Linked DNA regions of Mus musculus: regions 1 and 3 are each linked to region 2. A link is a contact called in public Hi-C and HiChIP or PLAC-seq data. All regions are on one chromosome and are shown on one strand. Each heading gives the region's core, a stretch centred on a gene start, on an enhancer-like site or on the middle of the called end of the contact. The rest is flanking DNA. Distances are from core to core; before and after follow the strand shown.

What was found. Hi-C and Micro-C count contacts between places; a contact is called where the count stands out from the background. HiChIP or PLAC-seq counts read pairs in DNA pulled down with a chosen protein or histone mark.
Region 1: an H3K27ac HiChIP or PLAC-seq map of embryonic fibroblasts shows a contact between it and region 2, with 7 times the contacts expected there. The contact joins two enhancer-like sites. A contact is called at or near these places in 1 of 484 Hi-C or Micro-C datasets (bone marrow-derived macrophages), 2 of 115 datasets of contacts at active chromatin or transcription factors (embryonic fibroblasts and embryonic stem cells) and 2 of 9 other capture datasets (adipose tissue and liver).
Region 3: a Hi-C map of muscle stem cells shows a contact between it and region 2, with 2.6 times the contacts expected there. The contact joins two enhancer-like sites. A contact is called at or near these places in 1 of 484 Hi-C or Micro-C datasets (muscle stem cells), 2 of 115 datasets of contacts at active chromatin or transcription factors (embryonic stem cells and trophoblast stem cells) and 3 of 9 other capture datasets (adipose tissue, liver and pancreatic islet).

Annotation. Positions count from the first base shown.
Region 1 is chr15:25,777,779-25,782,205 of GRCm38.p6, forward strand. Myo10 (myosin X) reads left to right here. Exons shown (of 41, transcript NM_019472.2): 22 at 303-409; 23 at 1,805-2,032; 24 at 2,586-2,634; 25 at 3,196-4,086. Among named protein-coding and RNA genes, the nearest start is that of Retreg1, 63 kb to the right of the region's middle. Within about 2 kb of position 1,428, at least 45 of the 459 cell types and tissues checked have an H3K27ac peak or open chromatin away from gene starts, as enhancers often do. A contact at or near this core is called in embryonic fibroblasts, where this site is marked.
Region 2 is chr15:25,912,273-25,916,656 of GRCm38.p6, forward strand. All of the region lies in intron 3 of Retreg1 (reticulophagy regulator 1), which reads left to right. Among named protein-coding and RNA genes, the nearest start is that of Mir7212, 34 kb to the right of the region's middle. Within about 2 kb of position 2,904, at least 128 of the 459 cell types and tissues checked have an H3K27ac peak or open chromatin away from gene starts, as enhancers often do. A contact at or near this core is called in embryonic fibroblasts and muscle stem cells, where this site is marked.
Region 3 is chr15:25,759,717-25,764,400 of GRCm38.p6, forward strand. The region is part of intron 19 of Myo10 (myosin X); the gene reads left to right. Among named protein-coding and RNA genes, the nearest start is that of Retreg1, 81 kb to the right of the region's middle. Within about 2 kb of position 2,800, at least 123 of the 459 cell types and tissues checked have an H3K27ac peak or open chromatin away from gene starts, as enhancers often do. A contact at or near this core is called in muscle stem cells, where this site is marked.

The DNA of each region.
Region 1 (4,427 bases), core at 178-2,677, 140 kb before region 2:
CACAATGGCAGGAGACACTAGGAACCTTAATGGCGATCTGACAGTCACCTGTTGAATGTAGCCATAACAAAGGAGGATGAGGCTTGACTCTGTGCTTTTGTGGTTTTCTAGTCAGATATCCTGATTGGATTTTAGAATGTCTATGGCAGTTGGACCATGTAAAATGCCCTGGACTGAAAAGCCTTATTGTGGGAGTTTGTAACAGACTGCCAGTAGAAAGGAAACAGATGTTGCCCCAAAAGGCAGGCCCTGACCTTTTTTTCCTATTCTTTTCCTCTGACACTTGTCCCCCTTGTGGACAGGTCTTCCTTCGAGAATCCTTGGAGCAGAAACTGGAAAAGAGGCGGGAAGAGGAGATTGACCGTGCGGCCATGGTGATCCGAGCTCACATCTTAGGCTACTTGGCACGGTAAGAAGCACACCTGGGGAGGGACACGAAGCTCTAGGAGGGCTGTGACCCCCAGTAGGGTGGTTTGTGGGAATGCAGAGGTCCCCAAGGTCAGATCTCTGTAAGTGACCCCAGCAGTTGCCCTGTAAGCCTCACCTGGACAGAATGTCCACTTAGCAGTTACACGAGACACTTAGGCTGCTGCATGGGCTCCACCAAAGCCTCTGGGGTGCAGCTCTGTCCTGTGACGTTGCTACCTGAGTGTATCTCTTGTCTTAAACACTGGGGCTCATGAGGATTTCAGGTTCTGGAGTTTTTCATATTGGAATCTCTTATCTGCCTGGCCTCTCCTGATTGGCAGTCAGAAATTCAAAAGTACCCCAAGATCTGAATTTTTTTCTGTACTGAACATTGATTTCTCCTACCCCAGTACTTGTTCATACATCCTATATCCTACACATAAGTTCTACCTCCTACCTGCATCCCTAGCCCAGGAATCTGAATGAAGATCTACTTCATTTTATATTTATGAGTGTTTTGTCTTATGTATCTACTTCCTATTACCGTGTGTGTGTGTGTGTGTGTGTGTGTGTGTGTACGCGTGTTTGATAGCTATGTGGGTGCTAGGAATTGAACCCTGGTCCTCTGGAAGAGGAACCTATGCCCTTAACTGCTGAGCCATTCCCTCTAGACTCTGAACATTTGTAAGCATCATCTCAGCATTCAAGAAATTGCAGATTTGAGGTTTGGGGATGAAGGATCCACAGCCCATATCACTGTCTAGAGACCCATTCCCTAGCTGCTTAAAAAATGATACCGCATCTTTCGTGGTTGCTTGTGATAAAAATCTCACTATGTAGCTAGGCCTGGCCGGCTTGGAACTCACAGTGTAGGTCAAGTTGGTCTCAAACTCAGAGACCTCTGCCTGTGCCTCCCAGGTGCTGAGACTAAAGAAATGTGCTACCAACTCGGACTCGTGGTCAGTTGGTTGGCTGTACTCTGCAGACCACGTAAAATGCCAGGCATTCCATTCTCCTGAAACATGGGGCTGTCCTGCTGCCCCATGTGTTTTGCTTCCTTGGCGTTTGTATGAACATATCAGGTCCTCTTTGGCTGCGTTTATCCAGCTTATGCCACACTGGGTAAACACTAAATTAGTATTAGTAATTAGTAAATTACTTTTTATTTAGCCAGGATAATGATTGCATTCTGACTTTCTTTTGTTTGGTATTATTCTTTTGTTTAGGCCCAAGTCTCCTCCTCTGCCAGTCTCCATAATAAGAGACCGGGTCCAAGTCTGGATCCTCTCCTTTTTGTCTTAATTGTTGGGTCCTCTTCTTTTGTCTTATAGTCCTGTTGTAAGCTCATTTGACTGGCTCACAGCCTCAATGCCTTGCTGGCCGCTCTCTCTTGCAGAAAGCAATATAGAAAGGTCCTCTGTGGTGTGGTGACCATACAGAAGAATTACAGAGCTTTCCTTGCGAGGAAGAAATTTTTGCACCTGAAAAAGGCAGCCATCGTGTTCCAGAAGCAACTGCGAGGACAGCTGGCACGCAGGGTTTACAGGCAGCTGTTGGCTGAGAAACGGGAGCTGGAGGAAAAGAAGAGGCGGGAGGAAGAGAAGAAGAGAGAGGAAGAGGAAAGGTATGTGCTCTGCCGGCTGAAACAGAACGGTTCACTGGGAGGGTTATCCTTGTTGGCCCGTTAGGGATTCCCAGGGGACCGGGAGAGCTCTCCGCTGACCCTGAAGCTTACAAATCTGAGCAGGCTGACTGACCTGTGTACGTGCCTGCGTACGTAACGTGCCTGCGTGCACGTGGAGGGCAGGGGTTGAGTCAGACGCCTTATTGTTCTGGACAAGTGACTGAGCAGCAGGCTCCACGGTGCCACCTGCTTCTGCTCCTCCAGCCTTGGAATTACAGGTGTGTGCTGCTGCAGATCACACCACGTGGATGCAGAGGGTCTGAACTCAGGGCTCCTGCTCAGAAAGCAAGCTCGTTACAGACCGAGACATCTCCCCAACCCGCTTCTTCCTTTTTAACTGGCAAAGATCTTCTCCGGGTTGCGTACATAGCTCAGCGATAGAGTGTTTGCCTCGGACAGACGAGCCCCCCAGCACTGCCGAAGGAGGAGAGCTGGTGAAGATTGGTGTCAAGGTTGTTGATTTTCACCAGCTGCTTTTCTTTCCCTTTCTTAGAGAAAGAGAGCGAGCGCAAAGAGAAGCTGACCTCCTCCGTGCCCATCAGGTGAGGAGCGCAGCGATTTCTGGGGCTTTATGTACTACCTTCCTGCTTCAGACTTGGACACTGGGTCTGAAGATTCACAATGGAAATAAAGTAGGAGATAGTGGGAACACAGGCTGAGGGGATGTTTCGGGGGCACTCTCTTTCCCAGCACAGTGGCATGGAGCGTAGAGAAAGTCTTGGGCTTTCAGTGTGAATCGAAGTATGGTTTCTCTGTGGCAGAGCAACACCATGTTAGTGTCTTAGAGACGCCTTCACATTCTGTTGCCATTTCCATGGGTGGCCACCTCACGCCGTGGTCCGTCCTTGATATTCATTTCAGGTGTCTGACTCCCACTGTCCTCTTTTTATAAGGACGCCATTCAGATTGGATGCAGGCTCCAGTCATCGGGCCCCACCTCATTTTAACTTAGTCACCCGATTAAAAGCCCCTTGTCCAACCGTAGTAGTTATTCTGAGGCGCTGGGGTTAGGGTTTCAGCTTGTCGTTTGGGTGGGGCCACAGTTCAGTGTGTAGAACAGGAAGAAGGTGCTTGTTCTAAAACCCACCTTGCCCCTGGTCCAGGAGGCAGAGACAAGGAGGCAGCAAGAACTGGAAGCCTTGCAGAAGAGCCAGAGGGAAGCGGACTTGACCAGGGAGCTGGAAAAGCAAAGGGAGAACAAGCAGGTGGAGGAGATCCTCCGCCTGGAGAAGGAAATCGAGGATCTGCAGCGCATGAAGGAGCGGCAGGAGCTGTCGTTGACCGAGGCCTCCCTGCAGAAGCTGCAGCAGCTGCGGGATGAGGAGTTGCGCAGGCTGGAGGATGAGGCCTGCCGCGCCGCCCAGGAGTTCTTGGAGTCGCTCAACTTCGACGAGATCGACGAGTGCGTCCGCAACATCGAGCGCTCCCTGTCGGTAGGGAGCGAGATTTCGGGCGAAGAGCTCAGTGAGCTTGCCGAGAGTGCCAGCGGAGAGAAGCCAAACTTCAACTTCAGCCAGCCCTACCCCGCGGAGGAGGAGGTGGACGAGGGCTTCGAGGCGGATGACGACGCCTTCAAGGACTCGCCCAACCCCAGCGAGCACGGCCACTCCGACCAGCGAACGAGTGGCATCCGGACGAGCGACGACTCATCCGAGGAGGACCCTTACATGAACTACACGGTGGTGCCCACCAGCCCCAGTGCCGACAGTACGGTGCTTCTTGCTGCGTCCATGCAGGACTCCGCTAGCCTGCACAACTCCTCGAGTGGGGAGTCCACCTACTGCATGCCGCAGAACAACGGCGACCTGCCCTCCCCCGACGGCGACTATGACTATGACCAGGACGATTACGAGGATGGCGCCATCACGTCAGGCAGCAGCGTGACTTTCTCCAACTCCTATGGAAGCCAGTGGTCCCCCGACTACAGGTATTCCGTGGGAACCTACAACAGTTCCGGAGCGTACCGGTTCAGCTCAGAAGGGGCGCAGTCCTCCGTGAGTATCTGCCATCTTGTCCCTAAAGGTGGGAGAGTGGGGGTGGGGGTGGGAGGGCTCTCATTGGCCTAGACCTCACCCAGGAGTCTATAGTGGGCTATGCTGGCCAGTGACCCAGGAGATCCACCTACCTCTCTTCCCTAGTGCTAGGGTTATAAGCAGGTCTAAACAACTCAAGCTGTTTTTACAAAGACTTTGAGAATCCACTCAGGTAGTGTACGTACTTCACTAGCAGAGCCGTCTGCCAAGCCATAAACTCCTGACTGGTTGGAGATGAGATCAGGCACATTCAGAATGGTGTAGTCATAGATAGACCAGAACTGGCATCTTAAAAATGAGGC
Region 2 (4,384 bases), core at 1,654-4,153:
TCTCAGCATCCTGGCTACTGAACACAGGGAGTAGACAAAATAATTATATTTCCTGCCTACGTTTTTCTCAGACATATGGTAACTTCTTCAGCTACTGGCCCAGACACAGGCATTGTTCTGTTAGAGATGCGATTTGTCTCTGAGAGCCTTGGATGTTGGAGGCTGGTCCTGAGGTGGGTCTAGCCGGAGACCAGTGTGGGAGGAGCTGCCTTGAGGCTTTCAGGTAGTTTCCATGAGATCCCTTCCTTACCTCTCTCAAGAGGGTTATGACAGGAAGATCGAGGTTGGTTCGTTTCTTGGAGTCTGGCATTCTGTCTGTCAATGCTATCTCATTGCCCTTGATACATTTATGGTTAGGCACTTAGAAAGTTAGACCAATGGGGCTCCCCCAACTTTAAACTTCTAACCTCCAAAACTGTGAGTTAAGGGAACCTTTTGGTTATTTTATTATAGTACTACTACTGCTGCCGCCACCACCAACAAAATAACTTAACAAAAGCATAAAGATTAAGTTTTAGTTTTATTCGTGAATATATGTGTATATTTATCTCTGTATTATCTATTTATAAGTTTCCATCTATCAATCAATCAATCATTATTCATCCATCTAATCTGTGGTTCTAAGGGAGGAGTCAAGTGTGAGATTGAGGCGGCTTATTTTAGGAAGGGCTTGCAGACGATCATAGTTTGGAGCAGTGGGGACACAAAAGCTCAGAAGGTGACATTGGTGTGATTGTGAGTTATGCTTTCTTCGTTGTGGCAGCTTTAGACAGTTCAGACGGTACTCACCCTGGGGCTCCCGGTATAGTGGGCACATAATCAACATTATGTACTGCACAGTTGCCCAGCTCTGTGCTTTGGCCTTGTCAGTTCCTCTGACTAACCCCCGTCTTAGTCAGGGTTTCTATCCCTGCACAAACATCATGACCAAGAAGCAGTTGGGGAGGAAAGGGTTTATTCGGCTTACATTTCCATACTGCTGTTGATCACCACAGGATGCAGGACTGGAACTCAAGCAGGTCAGAAATTAGTAGCTGATGCAGAAGCCATGGAGGGATGTCTTTACTGGCTTGCTTCCCCTGGCTTGCTCAGCTTGCTCTCTTATAGAACCAAGACTACCAGCTCAGAGATGGCACCACCCACAAGGGGCCCTCCCGCTTGATCACTAATTGAGAAAATGCCTTACAGCTGGATCTCATGGAGGCATTTCCTCAACTGAAACTCCTTTTTCTGTGATAACTCCAGCTGTGTCAAGTTGACACAAAACTAGCCAGTACACCCCCCAACAGCTACTTGACTCTCCAGTATCTTTGGTCCACACAGACCCATGGGACAGGCTACAGAGCTATTAGGCACGTCTTCCCAGTGTGCTCTAACTTCTGTCTTGTGTCTCACTACGCTCTCAACATTGGGTAGCCTGCAGTTGGTGTGAGGGGGTGTGAGATTTCCTGCCCCTCTTTCCACGGCAGCTGAGCTGAGAACGCTCAGAGCCACATTAGCATGGACTGGATGCTGTCTTTCTTATAACTCCGTTCTCTTCTGCTTACAACCACCAGTTAGATCCAGTGCTAGCTCCAGTTTCTCATTAACGGGTCTGTAGCTTTACCAGACTAGGTTATCCTAGTAAATGATTCACTGGGCTGTGAATGAAGTTTGGGAAGGGACAGAATCAAAGGGCGTGAGAAGTTCAGCCTTTCAGGGACTTTCTTCCCCGAATTTGTGCTAGGATGGGATCTGTGACATCACTCCTGGGTGACAGTAGTGTTTGTGCACGGTTTCCTTCCGAGATGGCAGAAAGCCTCTGCAGCTCTGCCACTGCAGGTATGGTCCGCCTCTGTCTGTACCTTTCCAAGCATCACCAACGCATGTGTTGACAAGGCCAAACTCATGAGCTCGGTTGGTACTTGAGAAGCCGCACGAGTTTACAGCAACTGCTCCAAGGTCATCATCAGAAAGAAAACCCCACAGACAGGCTTGTTATGTTGGTATTTTGTAGTTGGTAGGTGCTTGATTTGAGAAATTCCCTTTGGAGTCCCTAGAGCCAAATTGAAACAGTTGCAAAAGCGTGGGAGTGCTGGCCCAGAAATCTGGCCCTTGCTTGCTTCTGGGTTTGATCCTTTGCATTGTAAACAAAACACAAAATAACAAGCTTAGAACAAGGATTCTGAAGAACTGATTTTGCCAGCAAAGTGGCTCAGCAGGAAAGGACACATGCCACCAAATATAAGGGCCACCAAGTGTGAGGACCTGAATTTGAACCCTGGAATCCTCAGGGTAGAAGGAGAGGAGACTCCTCAAAGTTAATCTCTGATGTCTGTATATGTGGTGCCCCCCCACACCTATTACAGACATAAATAAACATTTTTTAGAAGAACTGATTATATATATGTGTGTATATATGTATATGTGTGTGTGTGTGTGTATGTATATATAATGTCAGACACATTCTTTTCTTAACCCAGAAAACAGAGGAATATAAACACACAAACTTTACATGGAAAAGTGTTTGGCCATGTGCTGTCTTCAAGATGAGCACATCTCTGTTCATCCCAAATGCCATCCCCACTTTCCTTATGCAAGGCTACGCTGCTTTTAAAAATAAAGGTTATTTTAAAAACATGCCACTCACTTCAGTCATATTTGATAAGTAGAGAGCCGAGGACCTGTAATTACCTGACATTAACTAGCTGCTGAATAAAATGATTGTGAAGGTCTGACAGATACTCCAAACACATTTGAGGCAAGTGCGGGACTCGATGGTTACACCTGCCAACCGCTCGTGAGCTCCTGCTCCAGAAGGAACACAGGGGCTCCAGACAAGACGAGCAGGCAGTAAGGGCCAGGCCCGGTCTTGACCTTTCCTTGTCTCCTGGCTCTCTGAGTCCCAGCTGCAGATTACGAAATGTGCCCTGGATGTTGTTTCCAGAGGGCACACGTCCCTTTGATGACAGCTTATTTCTGGATTCCTGGGGCAAATGCTTGAAGTCTGATGACATTCAGGGGTGTGTTTCCCAGGCCAGCATCTGATTAGTCACCAAATTCCAGGGACTCTCCCAGTTGGCTTGCGGTATAGCACGTGAGTCCAGAGATAAAATAACTTATTTCCTCTAGTCTCATTTTAATGGTCCACAAAGCCAAGCCTTGTTCCTTTCTCTGGGCTCTAACTGTGGATGTCGATAGGCCATTTAAAAAATGAAACCCTGTTCTTTGTGGGTAAACAGGGTTGCTAAGGCTTTTGCAGGTGGGGCTCCTTTTAAGGGTGTGTGACCTTATATCTGAAAAGGTGACTCGAGTCACCTCTGAAAAATCTTAGAAAGTAGAGTGAGACCACATCAGGTTCTTTCCGGAGCTCCTCAGTGTTACTTTAACAAGCAACGTGCTTGTCTTTCCTCTCCGTCCACAGACTGGGTCTGTGATCCCTGTCGGGGCTCAGAGGCTCAGCAGGTCTGTGCTATGCCAGGAGGAAGGGCTGTATTAGTTAAGGCCCTGGAGATCCTCTGGATTTTGCAGTACTGCCTTTAAAATGAGGACAGTGGGAGCAGCAGCCTCGCAGAGCTTCAGCCAGGATGCAGCTCACAGAGATGTAACGTTTAACAGCACTGTTGTGCCGTGCACATTGGGCTCCTCTGATCTCTGCTCTTGGTCTCTGTCGTTACTGTCATTTGATTTGAGAAGAGCCACTGATCCGAAGCTGCCTTTATGCCAAGCCCCAGACACCACAGGAGCAGAATCAAGCACTAATCCTGCAGCTGCCCAGATCCCTCACATCACAGACTCCTGTGGTCCAAGTCCCATCTCTTCATCTGTCTGTGAGGTTGGCATCTGGGTCCTCACAGTGGGAGCCAGGCGCCATCTGCTTTCCACTTTAGTGGAGTTGGGTATGTGTGGCAGGATTAAGTTTCCTAGCGTTCTCCACCACTCAGGGTTGCACCATGGCTCTGGAAATCTCTTCGGATTTGGGGTCCTGTGAGATCCATCATTTCTTTCTCTCCTGTGGCTGTGGTAAAATGGAGGGACAGGGCTGTGCTGATCTCAGTTCCTACCCCTGCTAAAACGCAGTGGTTCTGTGACTATAGCCAAAGGCAGAGAGTTCCTGCTCTAAATGTGTTTCCTCTCCCTGGTGTTTGCCCTGAGCACTGTCAAAAACACAGCAGTCACATCATGTGGAGAGGTGGAGATGACTCACTGACACATGGTACCCAAGGCCCACATGCATTTTTTTTAAGTGAGAGTGCTCTCTCTCTCTCTGTCTCCCTCTCCTTCTCCCTCTCTCCCTCTCTCCCTCTCCCTTCCCCTCTCCCTCTCCCTCTCTCTCAAAGGACTTGCCCTTTAGCAAGGAATAAGATCTTGAAATAGCGCTGGGCAGTGGTGACACAAGCCTTTA
Region 3 (4,684 bases), core at 1,550-4,049, 150 kb before region 2:
CAAACATGAACTTTGCCCCTCAGGCAGGACCTGAGGATTAATGTGAACGTGTCTGTAAAGCCCCTTGTCCCTGCCACTGACGCCCTACCATTACTCCCTGCATCCCTGTGGCACAAAGTGATTCGTGTGTGTTGCTAGGGGACTCTGATGCTGTGTGGAGCAGTTCGGGCTTCTTTTCCAAACTCTTCAGTATCTCCGCAGGGAGAATTTGTGAGGGATTCCTTCTGAAAAAGAGACTTGGAAGGGCCAGTTCAGGGTGCTGCGGGAGTTTTCTCTAAACGCTAGCCCGGGCATCCTGGGTGTGAAGTAAAGAAGGCTTCCTGACAGGGAGGAAGTCACAGGTATTCCAGGGTGAGGAGAGCAGAAGAGGGAGGGGTTCGTCTGCATGCAAGTCTGGCTGCTGTGTCTTGGGTTCAGGAAAATTCACACCACCACCATCACCATTACATAAACCTCCCTAATCCCTCCTCTCACTATGATTGCTGCTCATCTGTTCTTTGTGAGTGTGTCTGACCTTGTGTGAGGGGTATACAGGATATTAGAATGAGGACCGAGGACCTAGGGCCTTCCTCCAGTATGCCAGGCTAAATACTTTGCCACTCAACTACATCCCCAGCCTCTTTTTGTTTGAATATTTTGCTTAGTCTGAAAACTTTTGTCAAGCTCTTTCGTGCTCCACCGATTGGCAGAAGAATTGTCCATAGACGCTGGCAGACTGGTGCCTCATCTGTCGGGCACTTCGCTGAAGCTGGCATCTGGGAGTGGGAGGGGACTTAAGCAGATCTTAAGCAGTTGGGATTACATCACTCAGAAGCCTAGACTGCCATGCCAGCCCAAGAGCTCTAGTTGTCCCCAGATCCTTCACTAGTGAGAACCTAGTGTGCTTGGGGTCCTGATGAATGTCCCACCAAGGGTGGGAATGACCTGACTTCTTGTTCCCTACCAATTTGTAACTGCTCAGTGTTATCCTATCTGATGTTTATACTTAATAGACGTTAGCAGATACACCGAACAGATATTGTAGGCTGGGTAATTTCCTGCTATGACTTGCAAGCAGCCAATGTAATACATAACTAAGGAGGAAGGAAGACTCCTAGGACACAGTGCTCACCCATGCCCTGTCCCACCAGGACTGCCTTCCCGCTAGACAGTAGAATTTCTCATGGGTTTACCAGTACATTTCCGCCTGAGCCAGCAGTCATCAAATAAGATTCTCCATTCGAAGCTGGGCAGTCGTGGCGCATACCTTTAATCCCAGCACTTGAGAGACAGAGGCAGGCGGATTTCTGAGTTCGAGGCCAGCCTGGTCTACAGAGTGAGTTCCAGGACAGCCAGGGCTACCCAGAGAAACCCTGTCTCGAAAAACAAAAAGCAAACCAAACCAAAACAAAACAAAAATCTCCATTCCATTATTTTTCTCCTGGTATTTTGTATGTGTTCATGAATATTTATAAATCAACTATGTTTGTTACTGAGTTTTTCTCAGCTGTATTTTTATGCAAATGAGGTTGCTTCATCTCAGGTTGTTGTCCCTGAAATGGGAAGGGGCAGCCACTCAAACCTGGCCTAGCTCCTCTGTGACTGTGTGTTTAGCACTGAGGACAGGTTTAGTCTCCCAAATGGCCGCTCTGCTTGGTGGCTGGGTGTTTGGCTTGACTTCTTCTAAGTTGCTGTTTTCATCTTTCTTTAGCTAATTTATTAGACTTCTTAGCTCCAATTTGTGGGGGGGGGGGGGTGCGCGCGGCGCGCGCGCATGCGTTTATGTATGTGTCTGTCTGTCTATATCTGAAACCCTTTGTTTTCCTCTGTATATTAACTATATTATGCTTCTTAGAAGCATAATCTTCCAGAAGCTTGGAAATACCCTTGACGTTTAAACACCTAAGAAGCAAGGGCTTGTGAACGTGGATCCTCCTGGTTATCACCTACTCGGTGATGCAGATGGCTGCCGCAGTGTGTCCTGTCTGCTATGGATTCATAAGCGTTCCAGATCTCAGTTGACAATATTTCAGGTCTGGACATTGAAGAGTGTTTGCCTGCTCGTTCCCACATACCCTGTTTCAGTCCTGCCTTTTTCTAGCTATGAATCCTGTTCACATTGCTCGGCCCATAACCTTGGAGCGTGACTCAGTGAGATCCGCGGCTATTCAGCATTCTAATGAGCAGTGTGGGCGTCCTTGCCAGCAAAGAGAGACAGCTGCCCTCCTAATTTGTATGTCTCAGCATGATTTGTCAGAGTGAGTCTGAATAGAGGGGCTTGTGACCTGTTCAGTATGGTGGCTGGAGAAATGGTAGTGATAATGAATGCATTGAGGTCGGGTTTAGTTTCATGGGATGAAAAGGCTGCCTTGGGTCCCTTAGATCACGCCCAAGGCTGCTCTCTGAGGGTTTCCAGATGGGATTTCTACAGAGGGCTGAGCCTTCTGTCAGCCTCTGCGGGGCTGTGGTCTGACTTAGAATAAATTATCATTTCCATCCTCTTTCTGTGGGTCTTTTTGTTGTTTGGGGCTTTTTAATGATAAGGTCTCTGTCTTGGAATTTTCTACCTAGTCCAGGCAGACCTTGAACTTGCATCAATCAGGTCTTCCTGCTTTGCCTTCTAGCGCTGGAATTCAGATGCTCCGCCACACCTGGCCTCCACTTACGTATTTCTGAGACTTGTGTAACACTATCTTGTGGATTCTTTTTGGTGCTTGCGATGATGAAACTTGAGAAATGGCTCTGCTTGAGACAGCCTCTGAACAGCTGGAGAGTCAGGTGGTCTGGCTTCCCACCAGGGTGGCTTTCAGGACCGGGCCTGCCTCTTCTGCTTCTGTAAGCAAAAGTAACTAATCTGTTAACTGGTGTGATTCCAGCCTCCCTGCCAGGCAGAGCCCCTCCTCCACCATTGAATAGTCCCTGAATGAGATCTCCCCGGGTTGGCGAGGATGCTATCTGCATGCTCTCCACCAAGCTGCTCCCAAGCCCACTCCTTAACGGATAGCCAGATTCTATCCTTTATAGATCCCATTAGCCATTTTAGTTTTCTGAACTCCGGCCTGCTGTCTCATCCCTGAAGAGTGGATGAGCTGGCTTCATTTGGTCACAGACATTACACGCCTTTCCTTCTCTTCAGGACACCCCTTGAGAATGTCTCTGATTGCAGCGTAGCTTGCAGAAGAGAAATTGATCTCTGTCTGAAATCCTACGTGTCTCTGGAATACTCAGCTAGGGGCATCAACCTCCTGGGTCAGGGAGGAAACGATGAGCCCCCGACTGTGAACTCGCAGCCTCTAAAGTTGGTGGGTTCACAGCCTCATCATACACTCTGATCTGATCTGCTCCCCATTGCAGCAGCCTCCCTGACACCCCCACACCTCACCACACCCAAGCTTCCGCAGCCCATGAGCTCACCTTGTAACTTGGCAAGGTTTGAGAGCATCTATTCCTGAACCCACACATGCCACCTGTATCTATCAGAGCAGTGTCTCGGCCTCCCTCCTCCAACCCTGACTACAGTCTGAGCACTGTTTTCTCATGACTCCCAGCCCAGGGAACTTGGGCATTTGGCCACGGCTGGGGAGGTCACCCCGGTGATTCTCACTGAGGCAGGGAACTCCGGTCCTTTCTTTTGTCTAACTCTCAGCTCCTACCATTGAACCTGACAGCCTAGATTAGCATCATGTGCCGCTAGTGTGTGCTGCCAAGCTGACCACTGCTCACACCGGCTTGCCTTGAGCATAATCTTGACAGTTAGATCTCTTGTCTGCCGCCAGCCAGTGGTACCCAGTACCCCTGACTCCTGAATAAACTCCAAATCTTCAGAACAACAACTGCCAAGGCTTGATGTGCTCAGAAATTCTGCTTCATGGCGAGGTTTGTTTGGAGCGTCCACAGTGTGTGTCTGGCAATGGTGATGGCTTTGCATGTTGGTGTGGCAAGATCTAGCCTCAGAATAGCTGTGCTGCTGAATGCAGTTGATGCTCCTTAGCAAGACTGGCTAAGGGTCCCCTGCCCCCATCCTCCTGAGAGCACTGTTGGGAAGTGCACAGTGGGAAGACTGAGGGACGTCCATTCCATTCCGTCTCCTATTTAATCTGGAGAACTTTGTAAAGAGTGCCCTGACTGACCCCAGAACCCTGCATCTTCAAGGAAAGATTTAAGTCAACGCTCTTTTCTGCCCATCACCCTGCAGTGAGACACAGAAGGGAAAGGCATCTGGTGCTGGGGTCCAACCTACGGAGGATAACTGTGTGCACGCCATGACAGAGAAGTTACCATTCTGGCATTGCCCAGCCCATGCTGGTAACAGCAGTACCTTCTAGTACTTTTACCATATACCTAGTTACATGTAAAGGGCGAAGTTTTGTTTATTGTTGTTATTGTTACCATTATTTGTAAGTTATATTGTTTGTGTGTGTGTGCGCGCGTGCGAGTGTGTGTGTGTGTTGCACAAGTCGAAGGACAACCTGGAGGAGTCTCTTCTCTCATTTCATCATGTGAGTCCTGGGGACAGAACCCAGGTTGTCAGGCTTAGCAGCAAGTCCCTCTACCTGCTGAACTGTCTTACCAGCCCTCCAAGGGCAGGTTTTAACTTCCTTTTGCTCGCTGACTATGGGCCAGCACATTTGGAAACTGCAACGGACAATGCCATGTGTCGGCCATTGTGAAAGTTCCTAATGCTTGCCGTCCGTCTGGCAAGGGT